2 separate regions of the Mus musculus genome follow, and region 1 is linked to region 2. A link is a contact called in public HiChIP or PLAC-seq data. All regions are on one chromosome and are shown on one strand. Each heading gives the region's core, a stretch centred on a gene start, on an enhancer-like site or on the middle of the called end of the contact. The rest is flanking DNA. Distances are from core to core; before and after follow the strand shown. Region 1 holds the start of 4930552P12Rik (RIKEN cDNA 4930552P12 gene). Region 2 overlaps Vti1a (vesicle transport through interaction with t-SNAREs 1A).

What was found. HiChIP or PLAC-seq counts read pairs in DNA pulled down with a chosen protein or histone mark.
Region 1: an H3K27ac HiChIP or PLAC-seq map of extraembryonic endoderm stem cells shows a contact between it and region 2. The contact joins the promoter of 4930552P12Rik here to the enhancer-like site in region 2. A contact is called at or near these places in 1 of 39 promoter capture datasets (neural stem cells), 4 of 484 Hi-C or Micro-C datasets (conventional type 1 dendritic cells, cranial neural crest, extraembryonic endoderm stem cells and 1 more), 7 of 115 datasets of contacts at active chromatin or transcription factors (differentiating embryonic stem cells, embryonic stem cells, extraembryonic endoderm stem cells and 3 more) and 1 of 9 other capture datasets (liver).

The regions. Positions count from the first base shown.
Region 1 is chr19:55,700,612-55,705,621 of GRCm38.p6, reverse strand. 4930552P12Rik (RIKEN cDNA 4930552P12 gene) reads left to right here and starts at 3,418. Exons shown (of 4, transcript NR_045318.1): 1 at 3,418-3,494. It overlaps Gm41871 (a long non-coding RNA gene), which reads right to left and starts at 4,479. Exons shown (of 3, transcript XR_877940.2): 1 at 4,410-4,479; 2 at 3,889-4,009; 3 at 2,995-3,737.
Region 2 is chr19:55,575,164-55,579,956 of GRCm38.p6, reverse strand. All of the region lies in intron 7 of Vti1a (vesicle transport through interaction with t-SNAREs 1A), which reads right to left. Among named protein-coding and RNA genes, the nearest start is that of Gm41871, 120 kb to the left of the region's middle. Within about 2 kb of position 1,651, at least 77 of the 459 cell types and tissues checked have an H3K27ac peak or open chromatin away from gene starts, as enhancers often do. A contact at or near this core is called in embryonic stem cells, extraembryonic endoderm stem cells and neural stem cells, where this site is marked.

The sequences.
Region 1 (5,010 bases), core at 2,169-4,668, 120 kb before region 2:
CTGCGTGGTGTGGCTTCTCTTTGTCAGGTGTGCAGTCTAGCCCACTCACTAAATGTCATTGAGTTGGAGACTCCTATGCTTTCCAGATGTTTTGCAATGATTGAAACAGGCCAGTGTAGACCATAGTGGGTTTTCTTGTCTATATATTCTGCTGAGCCCTATAACAGCCTGGTGAGTCAGACATGGGGAGTTTATTACTACAGATCCATATAGCAGACAGAAGATCAACCTCCAAGCAGGGCATGGTGGTGCACACTTGTCTCTTAATTTTTTAATAATGTACATTTTTTTTTAAAAAGAACTTTACTGGGCATTTCAATCATATCCACTCCAAACTTCGTATCACAGTCCTCTTCCTCTTCCTCTCCCCCCTCCACTTTTTCGCCTTCTACACCCCACCAAGCCCAGCTTGTGCTGCCCATAGAGTTGTAGGTGTGAGGCATCAACTGGTGCATGGTTGGCCACTTAGGGCCACACTCTTAAAGAAAAGCGACTCTTTCTCCCCCCAGAAGCCATTATCTGTCAATAGTCCCTCAACTAGTGGTGTCCAAACCCCTCTCTCCTCCACGCTGGAACGTTGTCTCACTTGATATTGGGCGGGTCTCATACAGGCAGCCACAGCTTGGGTGTGTGACACCAATGGTCCTGTCATGTCCAGAAGACACAGTTGCTTCCCCTGACCTCTGGCTCCAGCCCTTTATTTCTTCAATGGTCTCTGAGTCTTGTGGGGTGGGGCAGGGTTGTTTGTCTGAGGTCACATTTGTACAAGGTCCTGGTAAGGATGGGAGAAGCCCAAGTAGGGTTTAAACTCTTCCTTCCTATGCCACCAGAGACCCCTCTCCCAGATCTTGCAAGTGTGATGTGTAATCTGGTGACAAAGAGTGGGGGTCAGCACTGGGCCCCAGGCTTCCTGATGATTGGATTTGGTGGATGAAGCTCAGTCTTTGCTTCAGGAAAGATAGCGGCCGCAGGGGATACGGTGACCTCATGCTCACAGGTGTGACTTAGCTGCCCAAGGTACCTCCATTTGGGCCACATTCATTTTTTTTTTTTTAAATCCAGTCTCTTTATTTGAAAGCCTAAATCCAGAAGCTAGAACAATGAATCAGCAGAAGTAGCAAGTCCACAAAAGCCACACGGGAGGGAAAGGAACTAAGGACACAGACCTTCCCCAGGCCACCCAAGCCTCTTTTGAAGTGTACAGAATAACAAAATATCCAAAACAAAACAAAACACATGCACAAAACCCAACAGAAGCCAGAGTCTGTGTTTCTCGGGGCTCCTTAGCCAATGGTGTCGCTGAGAGGTTTAAATGGCACTATTTGTTTAAGAGCTAAGCTGGTGCTCTTCTGTGTCTTTCACCGGGAACAAAGCACAGCCCTGGCCTAGGCCACGGGGACAGCCATTAGCGGGAGAAGGAGGGAAGGCGTGTGGGCCAACCTTTCAGTGTGCAAAGGGTCTTGCTTTGTTTCCTCCTTCTCTCAAAGTAATTTCTTCTTGGCAAAGCTGCAGGGTTGAGATATGACTAGATTATATCCAAATTAGAGAGAGAGAGAGAGAGAGAGAGAGAGAGAGAGAGAGAGAGAGAGAGAGGTGAAATCTGCGGGAAGCAATGAACAATGAACAGATGTGCCGTGGCCCTTTGACCTCCTCACCCTGATGACTCCTCTGTCACTGTCCTCACCCGTTCTCACCTGTGATTGCAGATTGGTACTCTGAGCTCAGGCTGAGGTACTTTGAGGTACTTCCAGGTGGAAGGACTCTCAGAATGAGCCAGGCAACACCACCCTTGTGTTGTTTGAATGAACAGGTGACAGGCCCACAGAGCTCCCCTAGGGACCCTATAAAGCTCTCACCCCGAGTTGATAGAAACGTCCACATGGACACAGAGCTGACCCTCCCACCAGCTTTTAGTCCCAGGTTGGCTGCTTCCAAATAGTGGACTAACACAAGTCCCATGAGTAATGTGAGTTTCAGCTTCCTCAATGTGAACTAATAGGAAACTCTCTACCTTCTGGGTTGAGTGTGGGATGGGGTGGGGTTCCCAGAAGTCAGACTATGGTAGTAGTGGGATTCACAAGCTTTTTGATCACAGTATCCCTGCCACTTGTAAAAATTATGGAGCATACCAAAGATGCCAGAAAATTCTATAAAGTGTGTCTCATTGACTACCAGATATCATAGATCCTATGAAAAAGTCCATTTATATTTAAGGTACAAGTGGAGTCTTTGCATACCATGAGTAAAGTCATGGGTTCAATCCATAGGTGTGTGTGTGTGTGTGTGTGTGTGTGTGTGTGTGTGTGTGTATGGTAGAGAGAGAGAGAGAGAACATTTCTCAATATGAAGTATTGAGAAAAGGGTTAACTCCATAGGCCCCTGGCCATTGGAAACCCAGCATCAGTGCATTCAAAACCATTACATAATTCCCTGTCCGTCCATGCTACCAAAAGCAGTGTATAGTGTCCAGAGAGTCGGCTTTCTTTTTTAAGAAATATTTTAAAAAATTTTATGTACATGTACACTGTGTGTGCACATCTTCATTTGTGTGTACACCCGTGAAGATGCTCTCAGAGGTCGGCACAGGATGTCAGATCTTCTGAAACTTTATACGCAGTTGTGGACCATTCATTGTGGGTGCCAGGAACTGAAACTAGATTGGTACTTCTGACTGTGTCATGGGACTGGTGTTTGGACTTTGCGATCTTGAAGTTGATGGATAAATGCCAGGAAGAGAGGATCTGAGGCAGGAATGCCACCAGAGAGGGCAAGTGGAGGTACCAGTGATCAGGACTGGCCAGACTCCCGTTCACGTTCCTATAGCTGCTTTGCACATTGAATCCTGCTGTTGGAAAGCACATGGGGCCACGTGCAGGAGGGAGGGAAGATAGGTGGCCGGCCACCAGGAGTGGAGGGCTTCTGGGATACTCCAGCGACCTGGACCCAAGAACAAAGACTTTTATCCCCAATTCTTTGTGAGACAACTTTGAAAGGACACCTTTGATTCCAGAGTGGCTGTGTGGGTTGAGTGAACTCTTGCCTCCTTAACAAGAAGGCAAAAAACTGGGTGAAGGAAAGGACACTATTAGCCAGCATGAGTTAACGGGAAGGGTTCTGTCTATTTGCCAAATGTAACCACTTTCTTTGTCTTTGGGAAGTTTTACTGAGTCGGTACACTTAGTGCTGCTTCCAAGAAGGCTTTGAGTTTCTCTTAGTCTTTCCTGATGCTTTGTCCCCTGTATAACCTCGTTGACTGAAGTCTGGGGAAGACAAAAGCTGCTGCACACCTCATTGACTGAAGTCTGGGGAAGACAAACGCTGCTGCACACTTTATTGACTGAAGTCTGGGGAAGACAAAAGCTGCTGCACACCTCATTGTCTAAAGTCTGGGGAAGAGAAAAGCTGTTGCACAGCCTTATTGACTTCGGTCCAGGGAAGAGACCTGGCTCACTGCCTTCTTTCCTCATCCATAGGCTGGCTCCAAGACCTATGTGGTGAGTCAAGGCCATGGGTCTGCCTTTGGGCTTCTTTTGCTTCCACCTGTTCCTCTGGTTTCTTCTTCCTGAACCTCAGGTTGACATCTGTCAGAAAATTTGGTAGCCACCAAAGTCAGGGCCCACCTAGTCTGTCTTAACAACAGCGAACAACTCCATCCTCCTCAGCTGCGGTGTTGTCAACAGCAAAGGGAAGGCTGGACCTGAAGTCTCTGGACGTTAGACGCTGGGTGGAGACGGGAGCTGTGAGCATCGGAGGACATCAGTAAGCAAGCAGCATCCTTCCAAAGACCAAGGGCGAGGGCAGGATGAGATGCTCAAACTAGCACCTCATCTACACGCGGCTGTATCTTTACTGATCTAAGAGGACCGCAACGTCATGAGCAATACTTACTTATTTTAGGCTTTGCAGGCCTTGGGATCGCCACTGAGCAATTCCACTACTGTAGTAGGGAAGGCAGTGCGGACAGTAAGTCAGTCATTCCATGGGGAATGTGCTCCAGTCAAACTCGGGGCTGTATTTCAAAAACGGGGGTCAGAAGAACGTGGCGCACAGGCAGGCATCACGTGCCACCCCACCCCCACAACAAGCACTGTCAGGCAACAGCTCTGTGAAGGCAGTTTGCCTCAGGTCAATAATGAAGTAAACTGCCCAGGGCTGGGAAAGCAACTTGGGCGAGGTTACAAATCAGAATGGAGACCCCAAGTGGACTGAGTTCTAAAACGAATGTTGCAGGTCCTAATTTGTCTCCGTGACTTGATTTGCCATGAATCTGAGAACACACTTAGTTCCGGAACACTTAGCAGAGGGATCTTTGACACCCAGGATGAGATTTGAGGGTCCCACCCTCTTCCTGGGACACCCCAGAGAAGCCAGATGTCATCGGCTGTTGCCACCTACACTCCAGATCTTACCAAGAGGGAGGTGGTCACAGCTCCCACGCTGCCAGGATGACTGGGCAAGAAGCAGGGTTTGGCCAACAGCTTCCTGGCGCCCAGTTAAACTTTTGACTTTCCAAATTAGAGAAGTTGAAAGTTCTTCTGGGTACTTTTTTTTTTTAAGGGAAACATGTTGTATTGTTAATTATTTACCAGAAATGGCTCTCCTCTCTCCTGTCCTAACCAGAGTTATGTTCCCTTCAGTTTTCCGCCTCCCAGTCGTTTAACACTGAATGCAGAACTAACTGTTAGGGGTTTCTCCTCTCAGACTAAGGAAGGGTGCACTTGCCGAAGGACAGGGCTGGTGGAAAGGGCTATGTCCTCTCTCCAGAGTTGCTTTCTCTCAGCTGCCTTGAGTCTGATCTGTGGTTTAGCCACCCAGTTCCTCCCGCTGAGTTCCTCTCTTATCTGAGGTATTTTATGGACTCTCTCCACAGAAGCTGCTTGCGTGGGGGTGGGGAGGGCTCCCGATCCCATTGTCACCGAGGTTAAACATTAAAATGATCAGGTTTCCTCCCCACCCCAACCCTGTCACCTTTAAACCCCCTTTTGGGCACACCTCCCCGGCTGAGGCAGA
Region 2 (4,793 bases), core at 402-2,901:
TCTTCTTCTTCTTCTTCCTCTCCTTCTCCTCCTCCTCCTCTTCCTCTTCCTTCTTTTCCTTCTTGTTTTTTTTTTTTTGGGAGGGGGGGACAGGGTTTCTCTGTGTAGCCCTGGCTGTCCTGGAACTCACTTTGTAGACCAGGCTGGCCTCGAACTCAGAAATCCCCCCTGCCTCTGCCTCCCAAGTGCTGAGATTAAAGGCATGTGCCACCACCGCCCGGCCTTTTCTTTCTTCTATTCTTTTGCATGTGACTAATTTTCAGCAAGAAACACAATTTTCATATTAAAAAAAAAATTTCCCAAGGGTCGGGGAGGAAAGTTCCAGGCAGAAAGCCAGAGTGAGTGTGAAAGGCACAGGGAGACAATGCCTTCCCTCGGGAGCAGGCTGGGAAATGGGCACATTATGCTGAACTCTCTTCTTCCCATGCTCCTGATGGACCTTGACCTCCCTGGAGCGTACTCAGCAAGGGGGCAATCTGCATCAGTGAAGGCTGGGCTGGCCAGTGCCTCCTTGCTAGATGGTTTCAGTGGAGGCCATGCTCTCAGGACCACCCTCGGACTCACACATACACTTGGGATATCTCCTAGTATAACATTGGTGGGGCTAGGAGGGTGGCTCAGGCTTTGAAGGGCTTGCTGTGCAAGCCCGAGGACCTGAGTGTGAATTCTCAAGCCCCAGATAAAGAGGAGGCATGGAGGCACAGCAACCCCAGTTCTGTGTAGTCAGAGGCAGGGGCATCCTTGGGTATGTGGGTCAGCTAGGTCTTGCTGAATTTGTGACTCCAGGTTCAGTGACAGAACCTGTCTCCAAAAACAAGGTGGAGAGACACAGAGGAAGACACCCCATATTGACTGGCCTTCACAGGTCCATTTACACACACACACACACACACACACACACACACCATTTGCTCAACCGAGAATTAATGAACATCTAGGTTCCACCCCCTGAGCTAAGCTAGTGCCACGGAGCAGGGTGGACTCATGGCATATGCAGGATTTCGGATTTCCTTGGACACCAGTGTTGAGTCATCGGAAGTGTTCTGGAAAGGCCTACTTTTCTCATGAGGATCCCATCAAAAGGAAGCGTGCCCACAGAGTGGAGCTCGGCTCCCGACGCTGCTCCCTAGAGCTCCTGGGAGTCTCTCTGTATCAGAACCAGCCTGCTTAGCTGTAAACGCTGTGTGGAACTCAGTGGCTCATTTTGTTTGCTGAGAGAAGCAACTTAGTTACCTTGGATCCTTATCTGCAGGGGCCGTCCTGCTGTGACACAATGCCCCACCCCACCTCTTTTGGAGAAAGATTGATAAGCATAATGATGATGTTTTAATGAGCTTAATTGCACATTCCTTATGTTCTTGCCCGAGCTGCCAGCCAGCTCCTTCAACATCCAGCAGTTTACCTGTAATAACTCCCCCTCTCTGGGCCAGGGAGTGTAATTATTGTGGTAACCCCCGTAGCTCAGCTATTTCTCCCTCCCCTCCCCTCCCCTCCCTTTCTCCTTTTCTAGCTGTTCTTTCCCTTTCTGGGAATTGCTCTAAATGAGTATCTTTGAAAGGAGGGTGGCAGGCTGCTTTTGGTACAGTCCTTAACCAAGAACCCTTTCATCAAAGAGGCCCTTGTGAGCATGCTCTGGACGCCAGCCAATCAGATCATCCCGCTGTCTGCCTCTGAAGAAACTCGGGGCCTGGTATGCAAGGCAAGCTGGTCTGCAGACAGGCCGACTGCTCTCCCAGCCCAACCTGTCTTAGCTGACTGAAAAAGGGCTGAAGGGAAATTACCTGTTTGGCTCCAGACGGAATTAGAATTTTTTTTTTTTAAACACACACATACAAGGATGTTTATTATTTTTTGTTTAAAAGCGTTTGCCTATCTAATATAGTCATTAATGTTATCTGGTCAGTACTTGAAACATTTTGAAATATGTGCAAATGCAATAAGGCTTCAGGGCCTGGAGGCAAAATAAGATGAATTTTCTAATTAAACGACAGAAAACGGTTTGGAGTAACGGATGGCCGTTCTGTAATTCAGTTATGGGCGCTGCTCCGTGCAGGGACGTTCGCTCCATGTGCAGGCCTGTGGGCTGGAAGGACCGGCTCTAAAGACTTCTGGGCATCTCTAACCTCCTCCCCACAGACCTGAGTCAGCATGGCCATGGCCTTGGCGGACAGTGACCTCTCCTCAAGACAAGCTGGCTCATCTTCTAACACATTCTGGGAAACTTCTTGGGAGCCCTAGCCCCCCCGATCCTACGAACACATTGTTTTTTAAGCATTTCTAGTGAAAGGTCGTGTTGAGAAATGTATTGTATAGTCTCTACTTGGGAAAACTGACGGACTTCCTCTTTCCTAAAGCCACGGACGCTAACCCACTGCGCCAATCTTGTGTGGCCAGGCCCCACTGCACATGCTGGCGGCTCCTGAATGAACAGAGCCAAGGTGAATGCCGGGTGACTGGGACAGAGATGTGGCAGTGGGAGTCGAAGGGAGTGGTGTAGACTGTAGACACTTCCTCGCTGCCTCCGGTGTCCGGGGTGACTGGATACGTGGGAAATGCCAGCTGCTTGGTGTCAGTGACACTTGAACAGCAGTGCAATGTGCGGCTTACTTCTGTCACACTTTGTTTCCAATATACTTTTTGGCATTCTCCACATTTCCAAAATGAGTTTTTCCTTTCGTAGACAATATGCTATTACAATAAAAGCCTTTCTGAAACTAGGCATAGTGGCTTATGCCTATGACCCAGCACTCAGGAGGCAGAGGCAGGAGGATTGCCATAAGGTCAAACCCAGCCTGGTCTACATAGCATGCGAAGGCTATCACATACTAAGACCATATCTAAAGGGGAGGAATAAAAAGAACCACTGTGGAGGAACTGAACAGGCACGTTCTAGAATTACACAGACAATTGAGGGACAATAGGCAGGCGACAGTAACAGTAGAAAGGGGCCGGATGGAAAGAGGAGAGTTTTAATGAGCAGGGGGCCCTGAGACTCACAGCTGGCGTGGGCTAAATTCCTGGAGTGTTAAATCAAGTAATAACAAAAATATTACTATGCTTTACATAGGAGATTTCATGACTTCCCGAGAGGCCAACCGTCCCTCTCTGCTTCTTTGTTCCTCCCAAGGAATGTCTGTTCTTCTGGGCTCAACGTCTTTCCAGTGAGTCCTTGTTTATGCAGAAGCTAGAAGGCCCAAACAGAAAGCCAACCCGACTGTTTTAAGTAACCCTGCTGACATGGTGCTGTCGAGTCAGGGCCATGCCCTGTGGTGTGGAGACATGTGTGCTAGGCTCTCCTGCCTCCCAGACACTACCTGTGCTGTTAGACTTCTCATGGTTTCACACTTGACCCTGGAATGATGCCTGGAAGCTCTCTGATGGTTTGCTTTGCTCTGACTTCAAGGGTTTCGTCCTGGGAGAGTTTTCTTTCTTTTTAAAGCCCTACAAAGTCATGGATATAGCCTGAAATTGAGGCTTTCCCATCTGTGGAGAGAAAGAAATAAAAAATTCTTCTCATATAAATATATTCACGGAGAACAAGCTTATTCTTCTTCTTGCTACCTCTACCGTGTGGGTGGAACACAAACCGGAGTGTGGGCTCTACTTGCCTTTGCATGGTCTATTCTCCCAGACTTGGAGAAAATAGCTAATTTTCATCACCAAATTGATTTGTGAATGGCCACTGGAAAAATGATGGGAAAATTCTTATCAAAAACTGCAGAATATGTTATCAAACCCACATTAGATTACAGATAGTATAGGTTTTGTAGCAAGAGTAAAGATTTATCCTAGTAGGAAACTGCTTACTATTTTGTTGTTGTTGTTCTGAGACAAATCTGTGTCACCCAGGCTAGTCTGGGCGTCCATCACCCTGCTGTTGCCTCCCAAGCAGCTGGGTCACAGGCATGGGGGCCACCACTCCTGGCTGGGACAGTCATTTTCTAACATTTGCTTACAGTATACCCATCTGTGAGCCGCAGCTTTGCGGGGGGGGGGGGGAACTCACAAAAAAAAATGGACAAAACAAAATCTAAACTGTGTCCCTTTACAGACTTGAAAACAGTGATGTGGGTAACAGCTGTTCCTTGTGGCAGTGGATTGTGGGCACTGTTATTATTATATTTAAAATAGGTTTCTTGGATAGTTCTTTCAGATATTAAAGCCTTGAAAAGAAATTTTTTCCAAATAACTTGTTAGTTCATAATTGACTACATATACACTCTATGGCTGCATGTCACAGGTAAAGTGACCAGGGGCTGCCAGCTTTTATGTGAAGTATGCATACATGTCAGGTCATGTCTAACTTGATTGTAAAATATGTTTTCAGGATGTATAAACTATAAACATCTCTATTTTAATGGATAATTAGAAAAAACAGTTTATGCGAATGAACTGAAGGTTCTAAAAGGCTGAGTTGAACCCCCAAAGTGAGGGAGCCAAGCTGTCATATCTGGAAGCAACTGATTCTAAGGAGGGAAAGGGCAACATGGAGGTGGCTGGTCAGCTTTAGTATTTCAATTCAGCAGCTATGGCTGGTGAATGGCCTATGAGACAAAGAAAGAGGAGGAAGAGGAAGAGGAGGAGGAAGGAGAGGAAGAGGAGGAGGAAGAGGAGGAGGGTGTGCTCAGAGCTGGGCTGGACTCTGCAGTGGCCCTTGTCTATGGGGTTCCCTAGAGCACAGTGGGAAGGAGCTCATGTCTGCATGTTCCTGGGGCCCCTCCATATCTCTGTCAGGTTATAGTTCCTGGTTACATATGTGCAATTGTGGTGACACTGACTGGTTATTCTTGACT